Linked DNA regions of Mus musculus: region 1 is linked to region 2. The links are chromatin contacts, called in public promoter capture Hi-C maps. All regions are on one chromosome and are shown on one strand. The core of a region is the stretch at or near the end of the contact, and the rest is flanking DNA. Distances in the headings are between cores, read along the strand shown.

What was found. Capture Hi-C pulls out chosen DNA fragments and counts their contacts.
Region 1: a promoter capture Hi-C map of liver shows a contact between it and region 2, with 2.4 times the contacts expected there. The contact joins the promoter of Rhbdl1 here to the promoter of Tbc1d24 in region 2. A contact is called at or near these places in 2 of 39 promoter capture datasets (cranial neural crest and liver), 1 of 115 datasets of contacts at active chromatin or transcription factors (pancreatic cancer cells) and 1 of 9 other capture datasets (liver).

The regions. Positions count from the first base shown.
Region 1 is chr17:25,833,069-25,839,459 of GRCm38.p6, reverse strand. It overlaps Rhbdl1 (rhomboid like 1), which reads left to right and starts at 2,333. Exons shown (of 8, transcript NM_144816.1): 1 at 2,333-2,472; 2 at 2,888-3,049; 3 at 3,267-3,491; 4 at 3,567-3,715; 5 at 3,878-3,990; 6 at 4,083-4,183; 7 at 4,263-4,323; 8 at 4,404-4,995. The coding sequence starts at 2,434. The coding sequence ends at 4,675. Rhot2 (ras homolog family member T2) reads left to right here. Exons shown (of 19, transcript NM_145999.3): 19 at 1-1,003. The coding sequence ends at 92.
Region 2 is chr17:24,202,775-24,208,739 of GRCm38.p6, reverse strand. It overlaps Tbc1d24 (TBC1 domain family, member 24), which reads left to right and starts at 3,178. Exons shown (of 8, transcript NM_173186.4): 1 at 3,178-3,266. It overlaps Ntn3 (netrin 3), which reads left to right. Exons shown (of 6, transcript NM_010947.3): 1 at 1-681; 2 at 753-941; 3 at 1,025-1,174; 4 at 1,297-1,347; 5 at 1,458-1,532; 6 at 1,793-4,909. The coding sequence ends at 2,142.

The DNA.
Region 1 (6,391 bases), core at 1,084-3,583, 1.6 Mb before region 2:
TCTGGCTCCGAGGAGTGCTGGTGGCTGTCGGCACGGCTGTGGCTGCTGTCCTTAGCTTCTCACTATACAGGGTCCTAGTGAAGAGCCGATGACAAAGGACCCATGAGCCTCTCCTGCCCCCAGGCACAGCACACTGTGGTGCCTTATGTGGGCCCACACGGCAAAGAAGTATGGGCTTTCGGCCTGTTGGAGTAATATCTGTGTGGCTGGCTACAGGGTCCCTGGGACTGATGTGGGTTCCTGCTCAGGAACTTGGTATTTAGATCTTGGCTTCCAAAAGTCTGTTGCCCTATTCCAGGCCTGTCCTGCTGAGCCTGAGAGTACTGGTGCCAGGTGTGAGGCCTTAGCCTTGGAGGGAGGGAGGATTGTGTGTAAGGGGCTGGGCTGTGGGTAAGGAATCCAGTGACCAGGACCCGAAGTTCTCAGGGTGTGTTCCCCCCCCTTCCTGGTTGTGCATGGCCAGTGGACATGTAGAGGGCAAGAGGTAGTGGTCAAATCAGGGAGGGACCCGATAGTCACAGAGGTCCCACCTTTTTGTCAGGTGTGGAGCCTTATCCACACTGCGCCAGCTGCAGAGCAAGCGGAACTGACTTTCCTGATTAAATTTCACTTGTCTTTTCCATCTCTTGGATTTTGATCTCTCAATGCAACTTACTTTCTCTCTTTCTCTCCCTCCCTTCCTTCCTTCCTTTCTTCCTTCTTCCTTTCTTCTTTCTTTCTTTCTTTCTTTCTTTCTTTCTTTCTTTCTTTCTTTCAAAAATATGCTTATTTTTATGAGTTTGAGTGTTTTGCCTGCCCATATATGTAAGTGCCCCGTGTGTGTGCCTGGTACCGACAGAAGCCAAATGAGTATGTCAGAGTTCCCTGGAACTGGAGTTAACTAATGATTGTGAGCCATCCCGTGGGTGTTGGAAACAAACCCAGGTCCTCTGCAGAGGCAGCAAGTGCTCTGAACCACCAAGTCCTCTCTCCAGCCCCATAAAAAATGGCTTTTCAATCGCAATGTGACTGCTGTTTTTGTGTGAGTTGGAAATGCCACCTGACCCTTCTGAGACGTCTCCCCTGTGTCCTGGTTCCCATTCTGTGGTCTCACTAGTCATGCTGATTAATGGCTACGGAAGGTCCAGTTAAGGGGTCTGCTGTCTAGTAATGCCAGCATCCATCAGTGTCATGGGGGTGGGGGTGTGTGTGAGAGGGCTCCTGCTGCTTCTCTGGGAACATTGCTTCTGCTGTTGGTTCTTCATTGCCCCACACTCCACACAGCCCAGGCAGCCTGCCTGGCTCTGCTGAGAACCTGGGCTTTATGTGTAGCCTGGCTGTTACAAGCAAGGGCCAGCCATAGATCTCAACCTGGCCAGAAGCTGAGTGAATGATGGACTCGGAGTTGATCCTGTGACATGACCTCCTACCACCAAAGACACCCAAACAGGAATCCATACACTCAACGAGTCACTTGGGTTGGGTCAGGTGGGTTCTCTCTGCCCCAGAATGTCCACAGAACAGGGATCCCTGAAAAATGAGGCCTTTGCCTCCTGCTCCAGTCCCAACCTACTGGCCTGCCGTCCCACTGAGCATCTAGGCAGGCTGCTTATTGTAGGCAGCTGTATTCCCTGTAGAGGCCCATCGGGCAAGAATAACTGCCATCCCATCTTTGCAGTAGCAGATTGTTTTGAATGATACTTGGGGGGGTTGCCATGGTTACACATCCTATTGGTCTGTCACCTTCACTGTCCTCAGGAGCACACCCCCTCCCTTATCCAAGCTGCAGTCAGTTCTACCTTCACGTGGCTATTTGTGGCTCTTCCTGGCTATCCCCTGTGCCTTCTTGACTGGTGTTTTTGCACTGGAGGCCCTGCTATCTCAAATCCAATTCAGGGATGTTTGGTTAGAGCTTCCAGCCTTGGCCATGAATAGGGAACCTGGGGCTTCGTTGCTGGAACAGTGCAAATAAGGACAAGTGTGTCTACTGAAAGCAGCTCCAGCTCAGGAGAAAGTATGATGGGAGCAACTGGACCTTGACATTCTGGGGATGGGTCACAGACCTATTTTTAGTAGAAAGAAAGTATCCTAGGGAAGGTAATAAAACAGGCTGCCTAAGAGGGTATTGGGTGCTGCAGGCTGCCAGCTATGGCCTACTGGGAGAAGCTTCTGCCGCACGTGGTGCAAGAGCTGGACGCAGGCAGTGGTTCTGGGTCGAGCTGTTCGGTGGGGGACGATCTACCCAGGCAGTGCGTCGAGTTGGGGCCGCGCGTGCGCGTGCAGGATATGCGCGTACTCTGGCTGTGTGCGCGCTGGGCTGGCATCTCGGTGACGCTGTCTGAGCTCGGGGAGCGCAGAGCAGAGCAGGCGGAGCGGGCCGGCCGGGGCGGAGCGGAGCGGTCCGCAGAGCAGCCCCTCCCGGCCTCGGCCGACCCCGGCCCTCGGCCCGGCTCTATGGACAGGAGCTCGCTGCTGCAGCTCATTCAGGAGCAGGTGCGTGGTGGGTGGGAGCTGGCACTGCCTTGGCGCCCTTCCAGCCGGTGAGGGGTTCGGGGGAGGGACCATGCTCGCAGAAGGCCCAGGCAGCCGCCTCCCAAACCCCCCTCCCTGCACGACCTTGGTCTCTGAGACTCCCGACCCCAAGAAAGGTCTGGCTTCATCGGGTTTCCACGGAAAGCTGGGGATGGAGGGTGGTGGTCCTTGGACCTAGGTCCTTCCCCTTTCTAGGACTGGTAGAGCGAATATGAGGTGGTAGAACAGCCAAACCAGGCACCTTGCCCTGCCAGGGCCTGGGAACAAGCTGGTTCTAGCAAACAGGCACTGACTGGCACAAAGGTCCAGCCTTCCTAGCCAGCCTAGCTCAGCCCTGTGGCTGGGAGTTGGCCCACCCTCTACTCCCCCACCACAGCAGCTGGATCCTGAGAACACAGGCTTCATCGGTGCGGACACCTTCGCTGGTCTGGTACACAGCCATGAGCTGCCCCTGGACCCCACCAAGTTGGACATGTTGGTGGCTCTGGCTCAGAGCAACGAGCGGGGCCAGGTCTGCTACCAGGAGCTGGTGGACCTGGTCAGTGCCATGGTGTGTGGGCAGCAGGGGAGGGCCCAGGCCTGGTCAAGCGCAGCACCCTGACCAAAGCTGGGTGGGCACACAGCTTTTTACTGGGTAGGGCTTACAGACCTGGGCAGTGTGGAAGACCCTCAGACCATTAGCAGCCACACAGCCAAGTAAGGTAGGGTTCCACAGGAACAATACTGTCACCTACACTAAGGTTCCTGCCCTTCAGATCAGCAGCAAGCGTTCCAGCAGCTTCAAGAGAGCCATTGCTAACGGACAGCGGGCACTGCCCCGAGACGGACTGCTAGATGAGCCAGGCCTGAGTGTCTACAAGCGGTTTGTGCGCTATGTGGCCTACGAGATCCTGCCCTGCGAGGTGGACCGCCGCTGGTACTTCTACAGGCACCGCACCTGCCCACCCCCTGTGTTCATGGCCTCGGTCACTCTTGCCCAGGTGGGCCTGCCTACACATTGCCCTGGGGCCTCCTGAGTCCCTAGTCTTGACCAGCCCTAACACTAGTGTCCCCAGATCATCGTGTTCCTGTGCTACGGGGCACGTCTCAACAAGTGGGTGCTCCAGACCTACCACCCTGAATATATGAAGAGCCCTCTGGTGTATCACCCAGGACACCGTGCTCGGGCATGGCGCTTCCTCACCTACATGTTCATGCATGTCGGGTAAGTGAGCCTTGCCTTCCAGAGCCTCTTCTCCACTCCTACCCCCAGCACCTGCCCACTGACTCTGAAGGCTTATCTCCCAGCTAAGTTACACTGCCTGAGGTGGTCTGGAGTAGGCAGGGTACCCATCTGACCACCTCTGCCATGCTCTTCTGTGGCCAGGCTGGAGCAGCTAGGGTTCAATGCCCTCCTGCAGCTGATGATCGGTGTGCCCCTGGAGATGGTACATGGCGTGCTTCGCATCAGCCTGCTCTACCTGGCGGGCGTGCTGGCAGGTGAGACTGGCATATAGGTGGGTGGGTCCCCTGCCTACCTCACCTGCTGAGGGGAGGGCCAGCTGTGCCCTCACCTCTCCCTTTGCCCACAGGCTCCCTGACTGTCTCTATCACAGATATGCGTGCCCCCGTGGTAGGGGGCTCTGGAGGGGTCTATGCCCTGTGCTCAGCACACCTGGCCAATGTTGTCATGGTAATGGGACTGCCTTTCTGGGGAGGTGGGAAGGGGCCCATTGGACATGCTTCACAGCCTGTCTGCCTGCCCCCATCAGAACTGGGCTGGGATGCGGTGTCCATACAAGCTGCTGAGGATGGTGCTGGCTCTGGTGTGCAGTGAGTAGTGGGGCAGGTGGGGCGCTGGGAGGCCCTTTACCTGCAGACAGGGCCCCTCCCACCTGTTGCTCCCTCTGCAGTGAGTTCCGAAGTGGGCCGGGCTGTGTGGCTACGCTTCTCCCCACCACTGCCTGCCTCAGGCCCACAGCCCAGCTTCATGGCACACCTGGCTGGTGCAGTGGTAGGTGTAAGCATGGGCCTTACCATCCTTCGGAGCTATGAGGAACGCCTGAGGGACCAGTGCGGCTGGTGGGTGGTGCTACTTGCCTATGGCACCTTCCTGCTTTTCGCCATCTTCTGGAACGTCTTTGCCTATGACCTGCTGGGTGCCGATATCCCCCCTCCACCTTGACCTGCTCCCTAGGGCCATGTGGCTAGAGCCAGGCACCAGGTGGGCCTGCATGTCTGCCCTATATGAATGGACCTCTCGGCTGCTTTTCCCCACAGGGGCAGGGGGGCCCTGTGATCCCCCACCCCCAGCTGAAGCCAAGTCTTACTGCAGCCCTTGCTGCACCCCCCCCCCCCAGGCTTTCCAGGGGGAGGGGTGTTACTGGGCCAGGGCTGGGTGGAGGACCTTGAGCGTGGCCCTAGAGGAGACCCCTTCCCTCCCCACTGACCCCAGGACTTGCAGTCTGAGCCTTTTTGGAGAATGAATAAATATTTTACACAGCACCAGGTAGCTGTCCTGGGGCTCTGCAGGCTTGTCTGCCCCCTCACCCAAGCTGTATGAGACACCTCCCCTCCAGGACGGTCTGTGCTCCCTCTCTCCCTTCAAGCTCTGCACCTGACTTGAGGTGGTAGCTTTACTCCTGGCCATGGCCGGAATCCACAGGAGGTGGGGCCCCTGGGAAGAAACTGTGGACTTCCAGGTCAGTCCAAGTTCAGCAATCGTTTATTGTGCTACAAGAGCTTCCAATCTCCTGTTCTTTCAGCCTCCCTTCCAAACGCAAGCCCACAACAGAGCTAGGTTCACTTGGCCTGGGTCCTGTAATTCTTGGCAGGTCCTTGTGGGAGGCCCAGTCAGGGTGAAGGTCAGGCAGCAGGTCTGGGCATACATCTGCCCCCCAAGTTTGCACAAGACGAAGAGTCTACAACTCTAAGACACTCACTAGTGAGGTCCACAAGGGTTCTGGGGTCAAGTTACTAACCACCAGAACCATGATGGGGCCCTGGATGACCTCTCAGGCCCCGCTCAGCCCCGCTCAGAAAGGCAGTGAACTCTTGCACCTGGGCTAGAAACAGCAAGTAGTGCTTGAGTGTGTACTGGAGGGTTAGCAAGCTAGGAACTGTAGCCACCGCCTCTTCGTATATGAAAGCTGCAACCCCAGAAACCTCTGCCTCCAGGACCACTGCAAAGAGTGACAAGGAGGTTCTGGGGATAGCTTTTTTTGAGCTCCTAGAGCCCCCACCCAACTTGGGCAAAGATGCTACCTACTCACTCGAGGCAGTGGCAGAAACCACGCAGCGAAGTTTGACTGCGGCGCCCAGATCAGCAGAAAGCCGAGTTCTGCTTCTCCAAGTCCGGGGTTGGGGGTGTTAGCGGCCAACAGCTGATGCAGCAGCGGCTAGAAATGCCTCAACGACAGACCATGGGGTCAAAGGGTCTTGGTGCAGGCGCTCTCCAAGGAAACCAGCCGGCTCCGCCCTTGAAGAAGCTCCTCCCCATGACCGCGAGAAGGGCAAGAGTCCAGCCGTGCACCCGCAGCTACTTCTATAGCAACCGCAGAAGGTCCTTCGGTGTCAGCGTGTCACGTGCTTGTTTCTCAGCCATTAATGGCCGCAGGCAGCTCCTCCCGATTCCCGAGGAAGCCCCTCGAGAGCGGTCTGATCTGCGGGCCTCTCTTCTACCCTCAATTCCGCCTTCCTACCGGCGGTCCAGACGTTCCCAGGCTGTCGCGTGAGCCCGTGTGTGCCCTGGTGGTGCGCTAGGACCCGGGCCTAGTGACCGGCCCTCGGAAGGCCACTTCTCAATGACCGCTGCCACGTTCGCCCAGCTTGGGGCCGGAGGGCGGGGCTTGAGCGCCGATGGGCGGAGCCTTGGTCTGAGCAGGGTAGGTCTCGGTTACTG
Region 2 (5,965 bases), core at 1,929-4,428:
CTGCTCCGGGCACTGCAAGTCCTCTCTGTTGGCGCTCCGATTTGCTGCAACAGGCACCTTTCAACGTAACCCTCACAGTGCCCCTGGGGAAGGCTTTTGAGCTGGTCTTCGTGAGCCTGCGCTTCTGCTCAGCTCCTCCAACCTCCGTGGCCCTGCTTAAGTCGCAGGACCATGGCCGCAGCTGGGTCCCCTTGGGCTTCTTCTCTTCCAGCTGTACCCTGGACTATGGCCGTCTGCCTGCTCCTGCTGATGGCCCTTCTGGTCCAGGGCCAGAAGCCCTCTGCTTTCCAGCCCCCCAGGCTCAGCCTGATGGTGGAGGCCTTCTGGCCTTCAGTGTGCAGGATGGCAGCCCACAGGGCCTGGATCTGGACAACAGCCCCGTGCTCCAAGACTGGGTGACTGCCACAGATATTCGCATAGTACTCACAAGGCCTGCCATTCAGGGAGACACCAGGGACGGTGGGGTGACAGTCCCCTACTCCTACTCAGCCACTGAGCTTCAGGTGGGAGGTCGATGCAAGTGCAATGGGCATGCCTCACGGTGTCTGTTGGACACCCATGGCCACCTGGTCTGCGACTGCCAGCATGGTACAGAGGGCCCTGATTGCAGCCGCTGCAAGCCCTTCTACTGCGACAGGCCATGGCAGCGGGCTACAGGGCAGGAAGCCCACGCTTGCCTTGGTGAGGCCTTGGAGGGTAGCCTGGGGACTTCTGACCAGGCAGGGCTGCCCCTGACTGACCCTTCCCTGCAGCTTGCTCCTGCAACGGCCATGCGCGAAGATGCCGCTTCAACATGGAGCTCTACCGACTGTCCGGCCGCCGCAGTGGGGGCGTGTGCCTCAACTGCCGGCACAATACAGCTGGTCGTCACTGCCACTACTGCCGGGAGGGCTTCTATCGTGATCCAGGCCGTGTCCTGAGTGACCGTCGTGCTTGCAGAGGTGAGCCTGCCACCTATACACGTTCGTGATTTACTTCCCCAGAACCCCAGCTACAGTTCTGAGCTTATCATTTCTGTCCTCAGCTTGTGACTGCCACCCAGTTGGTGCTGCTGGCAAAACCTGTAACCAGACCACAGGCCAGTGTCCCTGTAAGGATGGTGTTACTGGCCTCACCTGTAACCGCTGTGCCCCAGGTTTCCAGCAGAGCCGTTCTCCTGTGGCACCTTGCGTTAGTGAGTGACCCTGCCCTGTCTCAGTCACCTCAGCCAAAGTCGCATCAGCTACTGACTGTTGTCTGTTCCCTGAGCCTTTCCGTCAGATACCCCATTATAGACTATTCTCCCACACTCCTTAGAGACTCCTGTCCCTGGACCCACCGAAGAAAGCAGTCCTGTGGAGCCACAGGGTGAGTGGACACCAGAGCCCAGACTGGCCTGGGGAAGAGGGCCCTAGCTAAAGCAGACCAGTGTGGGGTAGAGGCATGGGAATCTGCTAGTCTCCACTCTTTCCCCCTAGACTGTGAGTCACATTGCAGACCTGCGCGTGGCAGTTACCGAATCAGCCTGAAGAAGTTCTGCCGGAAGGACTATGGTAGGCTGCCTCACTCCAGCTCTTCCATCTCGCCCCCAGCTCCTTTGAATACCTTGACCCTGGCTGTACTTCAAGGCTCTTTCTTTCCTCGGGTCTCCCACTGATGCGGGCTTTGGCAGCTATGTCTTAAGTGTACCTCCCTCTAGTGGGTGACCTCTTCATGTCTCTCCTAAGCCATTTGGACATTCTATGCTTCTCTATACAGACCCCTCCGGCCCTGCCCCACTTAACCTGATCGCTTTTCCACGCCCCCCCCGCAGCGGTGCAGGTGGCAGTGGGTGCACGCGGTGAGGCCCGCGGCTCGTGGACACGCTTTCCGGTAGCGGTGCTTGCTGTGTTCCGCAGCGGCGAGGAACGCGCTCGACGCGGGAGCAGCGCGCTGTGGGTACCAACTCTAGACGCGGCCTGCGGTTGCCCGCGCCTCCTGCCCGGCCGGCGTTACTTGCTGCTGGGAGGTGGGCCGGGGGCTGCAGCTGGGAGCACAGCGGGCCGGGGACAGGGGCTCAGTGCTGCCCGTGGAAGCCTCGTGCTGCCTTGGAGAGACGCCTGGACCCGGCGCCTGCGGAGGCTGCAGAGGAGAGAGCGGCGGGGGCGCTGCGGGACCGCCTGAATCTGCAAGCTGGGCGTGGACTGGGCGGACTCAGCTCTCTTATCACTGGGCGCGGCGCGTTCATCAGAGCACTAGGCTGGAAGTGTCACGTGCATCGCCATCTAATTTCCCCCTACCCCCATCCCCGCTTGAAACCTATTTGGCGATACCCTACCCCCAACTTAGAGGAGTATGATGGCCCCTAAGAGCTATCTGGAGGCTCCTAGGGCAGCTCAGAGGACCCTGATCTTATCCCTCTTGGCTGATACCCGACGTCTCTTAAAGGTGTGAACCCGCCTATTCCCAGGGGATGCTAGGATGATCCCTCTGGGGTTTGAGCACATCCCACGGGCCAATGTGATTCATCAACTCTCTGATGCTGTGATACACTAGAGTTCTCCAACCTCTCCAAAACCACTGTTGCCACCATAATTGCCTGTACACCGCTGCAGGGGCTGTGGCTCAATTGCACAGCCAAGACAGCGACGTCTCTGCCCTCCAGCCGGGAATGTACAAAGAGTATTGTAGGCTCCCCTGTCCAGTGTCATGGATCTTGTCCCCATATCCATTCTGGCCTGCCTCTGCCGGTCACGTGACCGTGTCCCCATCCGCAGCTGCATCACTGCCTGTGTCCCATATCTTTCTTGTTCCGTTGTACCCTTTTCTGGGGTCCATCCAGCTGTCGCTTTCTACCACGACTCCTACCAGTCTTGGCCTCTTGGCTCCATGACACAGGTCCTGCCCCTAGCTAGGAGCCCTACACTCTATCCGCTCAAGACTGGACGTCGAGAAGGGGCAGATCAGGTCCACGTGTGACCGGACCAGAGGCGACTTCCACGGGCAGCCGTCGGAGTTCTAGTCGTCCGTGACTTTGCCTTACACCAGGCGCTAGGGTCCCCACCTCTTTAGGCGAGCCCCCGCCCCTTAGCGCGGGAACCGCTGTTTGGCTAGCGCATGCTCCCGACTTGGCCGCCGCCGGGCGCAAATGCGCATGCTCAGAGCCGGCAGCACTGAGACGCGGGGCACTCGGGGTGGGCAGCCCGCAAGCGCGTGCTTGTGGGGCGGGGCCGCCTACGCGCGTGCGCAGAAAGTCCAGTGCGGTCCAGCGGAGAGCCGAAGGGAGAGGTGCGGTGCGGCGCGCCGAGGTGGGTGCGCGGCGGGGGCGTGGCGGCTGGACGCGGGGTGTGGGGGTGTCACTGCCACGGTGCGCTGACCGGCGGCACGGATGTACTGAGGGAGGGGGGCACGGGTTGTGCTCCGTGTCTTGGTCGCTGCGGGTTAGGGGGCTCCAGAGTCTAATGCTGCGTGCGTGACGTGGGCCCCGGAGTCAGAACCCTTTGGGCAGGCCCGGCTTTCCTCGATCATCCCTGCCTTCTCTGGGCTCTGTGTCGTGGGCAAGAACTGCCTCTGTGTCAACCTTCCCTTGGGGCACTTTCCGTCCCTGCGGAATAGGAAATCCTCTTTCTGTATTCGTTCGAAATTGCAGCAGTGTTCATATACCTTTGCCCTCGGAGACCTGCAACAACCCAGGCCCTTCACTTGCCAAAGATGACACAACTGCCCACCTGAAGCTTAGGGACTTTCCCAGCCTGAGAGCCCTATCCAGCCAGTGTCCCTGACATGCCTTGGTCACCTGTGCCTTAGCTTGGCCCTGTGCTTCAGGAGTTTTGAATAACAGCTGGAGGGCAGAGCTGGCACCACACGGGGTGGGCTGCACATGACAGAAGTCAGTCTGCTGGGTGCTGGCAGCCTGACCACAGATTTTCCTTGACAGACCTGACTCAGTTCAGAAATAGTGCTCTGGCCTTCTTGGATGGGGACTCACTGGGCTAACTTTAAAGGCCAAAGATTGTCTAGCCCAGCCCGGACATATGCAGGCATAGGTTGGCCATTTGGGCGGTTGTGTTGCTGTCTTTCCAAGGTAAATAAAGGATTTTCCTTGTCTCACCATGTTCTGCTGGAAGGTCAGCAAGCTACTCCCAGGCAGTTGGTACAACTGTCCCATGGCATGCGTTGCCATGTCATCTACTTGGGGACAATGACTCCATTCTCATTTTCACACCCCTGTCCCCAATAGGCACCTGTCATTGTTCACTGAATTGTTGTGGAGATGGCTGTATTTGTGTTCTCTCAAGCTCTATCTGATGTCAGTTCTGGGTTGGTGTCAAGACCAACCCAGACGACAAATGGTTAAGAAATTTCAAATATTTGATAGTGACCATTCATATTGAGTGCTATGAGGGCTCTGTGTGCTTCCTTGATGATTAATCCTCACCTAATCTCCCCAGTACTCAGATAAAGACTTAGGGTAGTGACAGCTGTATTTAGAATCTAGTCTGCGTGTGGATAGGCCTGGAGCCACATCGTGTTGTCCCTGTTCCCCCATGGTCTGGCATTCAGTTAGCCAGGCACTCTCTTAAGTGCTTGTTGGAGGGAATAAAGATGCCACTTTTTGAATGCTACATGTCAACTAGTGAACTAGCAATGTAGTGGCTTTTGGCTGGATTAAGGGTGACCTTTTGGGTTTGCAGAAGTACTCTAGTAATCTAGGTAGGGTTTTCATAACAACAATCAAATTTACCTCCCTGGGAGTGCAAACTCACCTGCCTGTGTTCCCTACTAGCTCTGAGTAACCACCCTTGCCAGGACTGTCTGGCAAGTCTCAGTGACCTTGGGCACACAGCATTGCTCCTAATCCTTATTAGAGACTGAGCCAACCTCTGAAGACATAGTAAAGTGTTTAAAGTACACAAGACAATGAAGTGGGTTGTAAAAAAAAAAAAAAAAAGATTTGCCCTGTTGAATGTTCTACCTGTTTGAGCATACCTTTTCTGTTTTGACAACTCTAAATGGAAGAAAGAAGCCCTTTACAATCAGCCATTTCAGTGGTAACCATCACCTTCTAAATGGAGATAATTTTTTTAAAGCCCTCAGGCCTTTTACTGAGAACAAGCTTGAATTCATTACTGGGAATTTTCACTATCCTTTTAATATGTGTTTACTGCATTGAGAATGCAGCAGTGCTTACCCGTAGATGCAAGGCTCTGTATTCAGTGCCCAGGACCCAGGGGAGCTGGGGGTGGTGGCACACAATTATAATCTCTGTAGAGAGGCTAAGGCAGAAGGAGCAAGTGTTAGGCCGCCCTGGTGTACGGAGCAAGACTCTCCTTAAAAACAACAGAAAGGGCTGGTGAGCATAGTTCTATAATAAAATTCTTATCTGCTGTGCACACAGCCCTAGGCTCAACCCTAGTGCTAAAGGGGAAAGAGAAGAACAAAAGGTGAATTTGCATGAGAAGGAGCTGGGTGGGGGGTGCTATGGACACAGTGTTGAGTGAGACCTGGGAGATTGGGGCCTGGGAGTGACTTGATCTGATCTGTTTTCTAGACCCAGAAGGGTTCCTGCGTGCGCTGAGGGTGGGGCCAGCTGAGGTACTGTCAGACAATCCTAAGAAGGGCAAGCATGAGATAAGCAGCTGCCAGGAGGGTAAAAGCCAGAGCGGAAGGAGGATATGGGGTGACTCCAGCCCAGGACACAATGTAGAGAGACACAGGCTTGGGAGGAATAAGGCTTTGAGTTTGGAGAGGTGCCTGCCATTCAGACACTGGGTAAGCATCTACTGGTCTGGGACTCAAGTACACACGGGGCTCAAAAGTGGGGAACATTCCTGTGTGGCATTTAAGCTGGGCTTCCATACAGACTCCCAATACTGTGTCCTGAAGACTCTAAGGAAGGGAGAAGGCTGGTTGGTAGCCTGTTGCTTTGTAGGTGTTGTGGAGTAAGGCTTTATGTTTCCATCACAGAGTCCCAGCTTGCCTGTTGAGTAAAAGGGGTGATTCTGCA